Regions from separate parts of the Hordeum vulgare genome. Here region 2 is linked to region 1. The links are chromatin contacts, called in public Hi-C maps. All regions are on one chromosome and are shown on one strand. The core of a region is the stretch at or near the end of the contact, and the rest is flanking DNA. Distances in the headings are between cores, read along the strand shown. Region 1 has its middle 60 kb from the start of LOC123411445. Region 2 holds the start of LOC123407266.

What was found. Hi-C and Micro-C count contacts between places; a contact is called where the count stands out from the background.
Region 2: a contact with region 1 is called in a Hi-C map of leaf, with 2.3 times the contacts expected there. The contact joins the promoter of LOC123407266 here to the enhancer-like site in region 1. A contact is called at or near these places in 2 of 6 Hi-C or Micro-C datasets (leaf and seedling).

What each region holds. Positions count from the first base shown.
Region 1 is chr7H:204,390,475-204,394,991 of MorexV3_pseudomolecules_assembly, reverse strand. No RefSeq gene overlaps it. Among protein-coding and RNA genes, the nearest start is that of LOC123411445, 60 kb to the right of the region's middle. Within about 2 kb of position 2,316, at least 2 of the 3 cell types and tissues checked have open chromatin away from gene starts, as enhancers often do. A contact at or near this core is called in leaf, where this site is marked.
Region 2 is chr7H:205,258,031-205,262,547 of MorexV3_pseudomolecules_assembly, reverse strand. It overlaps LOC123407266, which reads left to right and starts at 2,699. Exons shown (of 11, transcript XM_045100366.1): 1 at 2,699-2,889; 2 at 3,062-3,200; 3 at 3,493-3,635. The coding sequence starts at 2,812.

The sequences.
Region 1 (4,517 bases), core at 1,067-3,566:
CTTTTGGTAAAAAAATCATCAATCATGGTCAAAATTATACAATTGCCATGATCTATAAACTAAATTTCTCATGATGGATTACTAAAACTTGCCATGATCCATGCGTTAAATTTGCCGTGGTTAATTACTAGAAATTACCATGGTCAATTAATAAAAATTGCCGTAAAAAGTAGTTGAAAATATATAACCATAGCTTTAAACCTAGAAGAAAAAATAGATAGAACATGGCATAGCAACTGTAGTGTAAACACTATGGCAACTAGAGTGTAACATCATGGCAACTTTTGCCAAAAGAAAATTCATCAAAACATATCATCATGAGATCTAGTTTTGAAGATCTCGTCGAGACGGTTTAATGATGAAAACGGATTTTAATTGGATTTTTAATTAGGAGGTAAAACATTTTTAACCCGAAAACAAAAAAAGATTCCTGCTAAGAGAGAAATGGGCGTACGAGCGAAGTGGCTAAATGCCCACACACCAGCCCAGTCCTACGTGGCATAGAAAATCTGACAAAATTTGCTAAGATTCGTGCAACCACAAATGAACACCGATCCATACCTGTGGGTGAGATCCAAACGTCCACACATGTCGGCGTCATCTTTTCTCAAAAAGTAATACCATCGCCCTCTAAGTGATGCATGCAGCCATATTAAGGTACATGCAGATTGGCATGGACTACGAGCCAGCTGTGTGCATCGTCCTTGTCGGCTACGGGCCGTTGTAGGCATGCAATAATCTACCACAAATGAATTTGAGTTTCTCCCCTTGGATCATGCCAGTGGCTGCAATTTCCCTTCCTCCTTCCCCATCTCTCTTGCGGCCTGGAGATCTCCTCGGCCCACGCCCATCGACGGCATGTAGTTCTCTGAAATCTCCTCAGTGCTGCTCCTCGGCAAGATCCACGCAACGACACTCAGCTCAAAAACAAAGGCGATGGCCTGCTCCGATGAGCGCGGCGTCGATCTGCGTCGGTGGCCTCGTCGGGTCGCGGTGGTTGTGAAGGCACATGCCTAGCTTGTGCGGGGTCGCTGATATGTGGAACCAGGACGGACACGAGAGGGCACCAACGGAGGATGGCGAACGAGGGAAGCGTCTGCTTTTATCCGTTTCATATCCATTTATGACCCATATTAGTGTCAAGTTGGGATTGGAACGGTCGATAAACGAATATGAGACGAACACTTTGTCCATTTGGATCGACGGGTTGGACCAAGCTTTTTGTTAGGATGATCCAAACAGACAAAATGAATTAGTGCCTTTGAATTCCTCTTACTACAATGATTGAAAATTTTGTCCAACCCATCGTAAGGAAGAAGAGCAGTCCCCTTGAACCCAACGGTTCCGTTCAAACCATATGTGCGAACAACGGAGTTAACTTCTTGTACTCCCTCGGTTTTTATTTACTTTGTATATTCTTTGTTTTGGGTCAAACTTTCTAAACTTTGATGAAGTTTATACGAAAAAACAACCAACATCCACGATACCGAATCAATATCATTAGAATCATCTTTCAATACATTTTCATATTATATATATTTTTTATTCTGAAAGCTTAGATTGATTATTGATAAGTTTGGTCAAATTTTATAAAGTTTGAATTAAATTAATGCTAAAATATGAAGTAAATAAAAACGAAGTGAGTGTGACATTTAATTAAAACAGTGGAGTTATCACTAGCTATAATTAAGCTAACACCCTCGCAAAAAAAAAAAGATGATTAATAAGCTAACACAAAAAACTAGAGGGTGACAAACAAGACCAGATCTGTCACGGAGTCGAATGGCACTACATCATCCAAACCGCGTAGTTACAGATCTTGCTACTTGGCTTGCTGACAGCAACAACTCGAAGGAAGCTCGATTATCTCAGGACGTGTCCTTTTGTTGGCAATCTTGTTGCCGCGTGCGATGGTGACACGACGCCAAAAGCTGACGAAAACAAACCTCCTTGATTGCCCAGTGAGCAGTTGATTAAAGATCCCGGCGATATCTGTGGCCTTGATCGGCCGCCGTCGCCGTCCTTCTCTCCGACCCCCGGCCGCTTGCGTGCCCGCTTCCGCATTGCTGGCGGCAACAGTGCGCGCCCGGGAAAAAGCAACGCCACCACAAATTACCTGTAGCTAACTCGGTCACCTTCCAGCTCCAAACCGACCAGGGAGTGTGTGGTGAGTTGTGTGCACGTGTCGCTGCACTGTTGGTAATTTATAAGCTGCCTATCGATGCGGCAGTAAACAGTTGTCGTCCCGTCCACCTCTCGTTTTAGGAACGAAAAATGCTAAGCTAGACCTAGACAGTAGACAGCACGTGCAACGGTTTGCTAGTCTTGTTGTTTGCATGCGACGTTGTGAGACGCTACTCCCCACACACACTCTCCACATTACTGTATTATTGATCGTAAAAAATACAAGGCTCGGATATCTTCAATAGTCGGTTTATATGTAAAAAACTAATTTTTGGATCTTCTGAAAAAAGAACAGCACTCCAACAGATGGTTCTATAAAAAAAAATACATCTCCACCTTCTGATGATGTAAATTTCAACACCTCACAATGCAAATTTACATATCCAAAGGCAGGAGATGTAAAAATCTCGGCCGCGCGCCAACCATCAATTGCTCTTCATGTGCTTACACCCCCCCCCCCTTTCTTCCTCCCGCCACCGTCGTCCCGTCGCCACCGATTCCACCCCGTCGCGTCCGTCTCCGCTCCGCCCCGACCCCGTCCGCCCCCGCTCCAGCCACCTCCACCTCCGCCCCAACCCCGTCCGCCCCGCTCTGGCCGCCTCCGCCCCGATCCCGTCCGCCCCGCTCCGGCCGCCTCCGCCCCGACCCCATCCACCTCCTTTCCGCCCGCCCCGCCCGCATCGCACGCCTCATCCGCCTCCGCTCCGTTCCGCACGCCGCCGCCCGCTCCCCTATGGCGTCGAAGAAGACGTCGAAGGGCAAGTCCGGTTTCTTCGGCGTGAGGGTGAAGCCCTTCGGGAACTTCGGAGTGGAGTTCAGTGACGTCGGGCGGCGTTGGTGGCTCGGCACATATCCCACCACCGATGATGTCGCGCGTGCCTATGACATGGCGGTGTGGTGTGCCGGACAGCGGAATAAGGACCTCAACTTCCCGGAGGTCGAGGCCCGGGCGGTGGCGGAGTGGCTCGTGCTGCATGGCGTCCGGATGGAGGAGATGTCGGTGAAGAAGGCGAAGAAGAGACCGGCGGTTGTCCTTGCTCCCGGCGAGAGCGACCAGGCGGCGATGGCTCGGTTTGTGCGAGAGCATCCGCAGTACGTCCAGGCCAAGATGAAGCACTACTGGAAGGGGGTGAAGAAGGAGGACGAGGCCGGCCCCTCGACTGTGATCCTTATGGAGTCGTCAGATGAGGACTGGGGTGGCCCCGACGAGGAGGACGAGGGGTGCGATGGCACGGACAAGGACGAGTTCTTGGAGCAGTTCCACAGCTCCAACGAGGAGTAGTTTCATCTAGTAGTTGAATTTATATATGAAAGTATGTTGAATTTGATGTTGAACTATGTTGAGATGAAGTAGTGGTCGTTTTACATCTTTGTTTTGGACCATCTGTTGGAGTTTCTTTTTTTATATCTCCGCTTTGGACCATCTGTTAGAGTTGACCCTTTTTTAAAGATGTAAAAAGCATTTTCTAATGCTTCAAATTAGAATCATCATCGATCTGAAACATCAAAATATACATTATTTATTGAAGATGCTCTCAAGAAAGTGAGTAAATTGTAAGCGCACACAAGCACGCAAGCACACGCGCGCGCACTATATCTATAGACCTAAATCAAAAAATCACCACCTTTCTCTCCTCCTGACCATTCCCATGGTCTATTGTAAATACTGCTCCCTACCTATGATAATGTCAAGGCCAGCAATTGCTGGCAGTCTAAAAAAAATTCACCACCTTTTGATTTTCTTTCTTTCAAAAAAGCACCACATTGCCCCCAACAAGTTTGTGGAAAACACTTAACGCTCGTATAAGCACTTGCTGACGCTAAAGCTGGCAGATAGATCCCACCGTCAGCAATGATGTGGCAAACAAACCTAAAACTACATTTCACTAAAGTTTGGTTGACCGTTTTAAATGACGTGAGGCCCACATGTCAGTGTGATCTCTCTCCGTTAATAAAATAGCACATTTCGGTGTCTTCGTCCTCCTGATCGGTTCTACACAACCGCCGCCACCGTCACCCCGATTCAGAAGGATCCCACGTCGAATCGCACGTCACCACCGACCGCCGTTCTTTATCCTCTGTCTTCCCTTCTACCTCGCCGCCCGGCCTAAGAGCAAGTACAATAGAGCTTAGTCAGCTGGCTATAAGAAATAAACTAATATATTTTTGGTTAGTTAGAGGAAGGAGAAGAGGAGAGAGAAGGTAAGCGGCATCTTAGCTAAGAGTCAGCTCTAGCACGTGCTCCTAGGCATTTTATGAGTATGAAAGGTGGACCATATAATAAAGAAGTAGTACATTTTTGCAATGAATTATTGTACATGTTGGCTATAAGA
Region 2 (4,517 bases), core at 1,450-3,949, 870 kb before region 1:
AGATAAGATCATTAGTCCAATGATGCATATGTTGTGATTAATTACCAAAACCACCTTAGGGAGCAATTGTGCTTTCAGTCACGTTCACCGTGTTTTGTTGATTCACGTTCAATACTTTGATAATTTAATATGTGAGTGGAACATTGCTTGGGTGTTGTTCTTACTTGAACAAGCAACCCATTTATTTGATTACCCCCTCTCGCAAGCATCCGCAACTACAAAAGAAGAATTAAGATAAATCTAACCATAGCATAAACCACGTGGATCCGAATCAGCCCCTTACGAAATAGCGCATAAACTAGGGTTTAACCTTATGTTACCCTAACAACCAATCATCTAATTATTACTACACAATGCCTTCCCTTAGGCATGAATATGGTGACGTGTCATGTAGTCAATGTTCACATGACACCACTAAAAGAAGCAACAACATACACATCATCAAAATATCGAACGAATACCAACATGACATGATTACTTGTAACAAGACTTATCCCATGTCCTCAAGTACGAAAATAACTACTCACAAAGCATGTTCATGTTTAAGATCGGAGATATCATTAAGGATCTGAACATATAATCTTCCACCAAATAAACCAACTAGCATCAACTATAATATGTAATCAACACTACTAGCAACCCACAAGTACCAATCTGAGGTTTTGTAACAAAGATTGAATACAAGAGATGAATTATGGTTTGAGATGAGATGGTGTTGGTGAAGATGTTGATGAAGATTGGTCCTCCCACAAGGAGGAAGCGTTGGTGATGACGATGACTTTAATTTCCCCCTCTCGAAGGGAACTTTCCCCGTCAGAATCGCTCTGCCAGAGAGCAAAAGTGCTCATGCCCTAGGTTTCACCTCGAGACACTGGCGCTTCATCCCGAATGTATCCTCCTTATTTTTCCTAGGTCAAAACTCTTCATATAGTAGAAGAAAGACACGAGATGCCTTCTGTGGGACCCATAAAGCATCATGGTGCGTCCTAGGGGGTGGGTGTGCCCTGTTGCCTTGTGGGCCCCCTCTGGTACTTCTTCGCTCCAATAATTCTTATATATTCCATAAAAAATTCTTCGTGAAGTTTCAAGTCATTTGGAGCCCAGAAAATTTCTAGCCTTTTCCATATCCTTTGAGGTCGAGAATTCTAGTTTCGAGTGATTTCTCTATTTGTATAATCCTTGTAAAAGAAGAGAGAAAAGATATAAGAATTACATGAAAAAGTGAAATAACGCTTCAAAACATTATAAATACCAATACGAAATCATGATGCAAAATGAACGTATCAGCATCCAACGTGGGATGATGCCAGAACGGTGTCGTCGTCATGCTACAATTGACGACGCAAGATGCTGGAACCGGCTCGACCGCGAGCTACAACCTCGATTTTAGGATGTTGTGGATCTGGCACCTCTCTTTGCTACAAGCCGCTACAGTGAAGACTACGATTGGCACCGATGCTTTTTTTGCTGCTGAGATTTGATTTTGTTGGAAACAATGTTTCCTTTTACTCGAACTAGCTAATTCATTTGCTACTATAAACTATTGGATTTTTTCACCGCTGATACTTTTGCTGGAACCATCATAATTTTTTGTTGGATTTGGCAAATCTTTTTTGCTTCAATCGAGTACCCCGGAGGTTGATTCTTGCTAGAACCATCAATAAATTTTCTTCGAACTGGCAAATCATTTTGCTTTAATAGGGTACCAGAGTTTTTTTGGTTTAGTCTTTTTTGCTGGACATGGTGGTGCAAGTCCACAATGACGGTGAGCGGGAGATGGGGGGCGCCGGAGATGCTGCAACCATGGTGTCCACACGTTGGAACCGACTTGTGTTTGAGTTACAACCATGGAGAGCAAATGCACATGTGACAAGCGCAGTGGCACAAGCGGCCAGTGAGTGCAGTGACACGAGCGATCGATGAGCGCAGGTGGAGGAGATGCCACCACACAAGCACGAGAAACCGAGGATAAGCACGAGCCGTCGGTGAGAGCATCGGATACGACATGTGCGCATGTTGTCCTTTTTTGATGTATTTTCCCGTGTGTTTAACTTAAAAAAAAATCAATGAACGGTTAGAAAAAAGCTAAGTCGGACATTTGACAACCGACTGATCCAAATTTGGGCCGACTGACCGACGGCTAGCACCGTCCTTTTAAGGAGTAACATTTTTTGAGTAAAGCCCAAGAAGGGAAATACTTCCCCTCAACCGATGGATAAGTTGGCTTCTTCCGCCACCTTCTTTGAACGAGCGTGTCCAGTAAGGGCCCTCATCGCTGTCACATCAAACCTTGTTCCAACAGATGCGGTCGCAAAGCTCGCAGCGGGCGACCGACCTTTTTCTTGCGACATCTTTCATGTTGTAAAAAAGTTTTCTGCAACATTAACTCTATTGCAAAAAAAATCTGCAAATGTTTCTATAACATGATCTTTGTTGCAAAAAGTTATGCAACATCACCTCTATTGCAAAGATTTTTACAATACAACCTATGTTATAAATGTTTTTGTAATACTGTCCTTGTTGCAATTGATGTGACGATAGATCGGATGGTCATCCCGCATCCGTCGAATGGCCAGCCAGACGGCGGATGATTTTCACTTATCGGCCGGCCGACGCGTCCAAGAAAGAAAAGAACCTATCAATTTTCTTTGAGCTAAAGAACCTACCAGCTACACGTATCGCACCCTTCTCCCATACACCCGTTGAAGGCCAACAAACGCACGCCGTGCCCCACGCTTCATCACACTTCACGCATCACACTCGTACGCTTGTCTACTTCGTCCCCCTCACCGGCGACCCACCCATCCACTGATGGCGGCGACGGCGGCCGCTAGGGGCGCCGCTTCTCGCTCCCCTCTCCTCCTCCACCACCACCACCGACTCCCTCAGGTCGACTGCCGAAACTCTCGCTTCCTCCTGCCTCCCTCCCCCACCCCTCTTCCGCAAGTGCAGGAGCATGCCACCGTCTCCGGACTCGCTTTGACGCGAGCTTGAGTTTTCGATTCTGTCCCGTAACGGAAGCCGCCTCGAACTAATTCGGGGTTTTATTGGCTTGTTGCAGGTTCCATCCGGTGGGGGAGGTTCGCTGAGGGTGGGCGCGCTCGGGGCCGGACGGGATAGGAGACGACGGGTCCGGGGAGGGGTTAGGGTTTTCGCGCGCTACTCCTCCCAGGCACAAGACTTCTCTAGTCGACTCCAAGGTAATTTAATGACTTATCGCGGCGTCTGTGACTGATTATTTCATTCCCTGCAGAAATGGCTAGGTAATTTCCATACGAGTGATACGAAAATGAACATAGATATGTTTTTTTTTACCTCTGGCGATGGTTGTAATTTTGGTGTGATGTTGATGACTGTTTGAGGTGGATAAGTGGTACTAAGAGTAATTTGGTGATGGAGTAATACAGGGACATGGGTTGAATGTGTGGAGTTCAGTTTGCCATTGTCTGAAAAACTTACCTTTGAGGTTTCCAATTTTTTGTCCAATTGCAGATAGAGCTGGCGAATTGCCGAAATTAGTTGAGGATCTTCTCCAGACGTCGATTAGCACAGGGCCTCGAGGTGTCTTTAGGATGGGGCAAGGGATCCAAGTTCTCCTTGGGGTTGGTGGGGAGTGGCTAAACGACTTCTCGAAGGTTGTTGATCGTTTTGTTCTTCTTATTTTATTTCTGTAATATTGGTGTGAATGAAAATATAAATGCTCTTCATACATTTAAAAAATGACAGACAACCCACACAGTTGTAGATGATTAATATAGTGTGTTTTCTGATGCATTTGGTGGCATGTAATTAATCATACAAGCATAACTGATAATAACATTAACAAAGATGAGCACACGTGGATTCATTCAATTCTTTTAAATTTATTCTAGTCACAATGCCGTCCCTGTTGCTGAAATCAGTTGTAATATAATCATACCATATTACATACTCATTGTACCTTCTAGTTTTCTCCGACGTTTTCTTTTGTTTATGTAAATAGCTTATTATGGATCAAAATTACTAACTTGATGACAGCCCAAATCAACTGAAAACCTTTCATGAATTACTTGCTCTATACCTAATCATATTTTTTGAAAAGAAACTAATTATAAATTTATGAAACTCTTGTTCTGATAAGAGTTACTCTACTTATCTGTGAGCATTATTCCATGTCTGTCTCTGCTTATGTTGTCCCCTCGGTTCACTACCATATTACGTACATTAAATTGAGCTGGAAACAAATGGCAGTCACCAGTATTAGGTTGTTGAGTGCAGGTTCTTCATTTCGAAATGAATTGCTTGGAATATGTAAAATTTAGGTCGAGCCTACCATGTCATCTCAAGTTGACTTTCAAGCCACTGGACAAAATATCACTGCATGTGCATGCCCCACATATGTGCTTGCACAGGCGTATGCAGGCATATTGAGGACCCCCAAATGGTCACAGGGCATTGATACATTTAACGTCAAGCTGCTGAAGTACTGGTGGGTTGAGTTCGGTTAGGTTGCAACTTGTAAGGAAGAATATAAGATA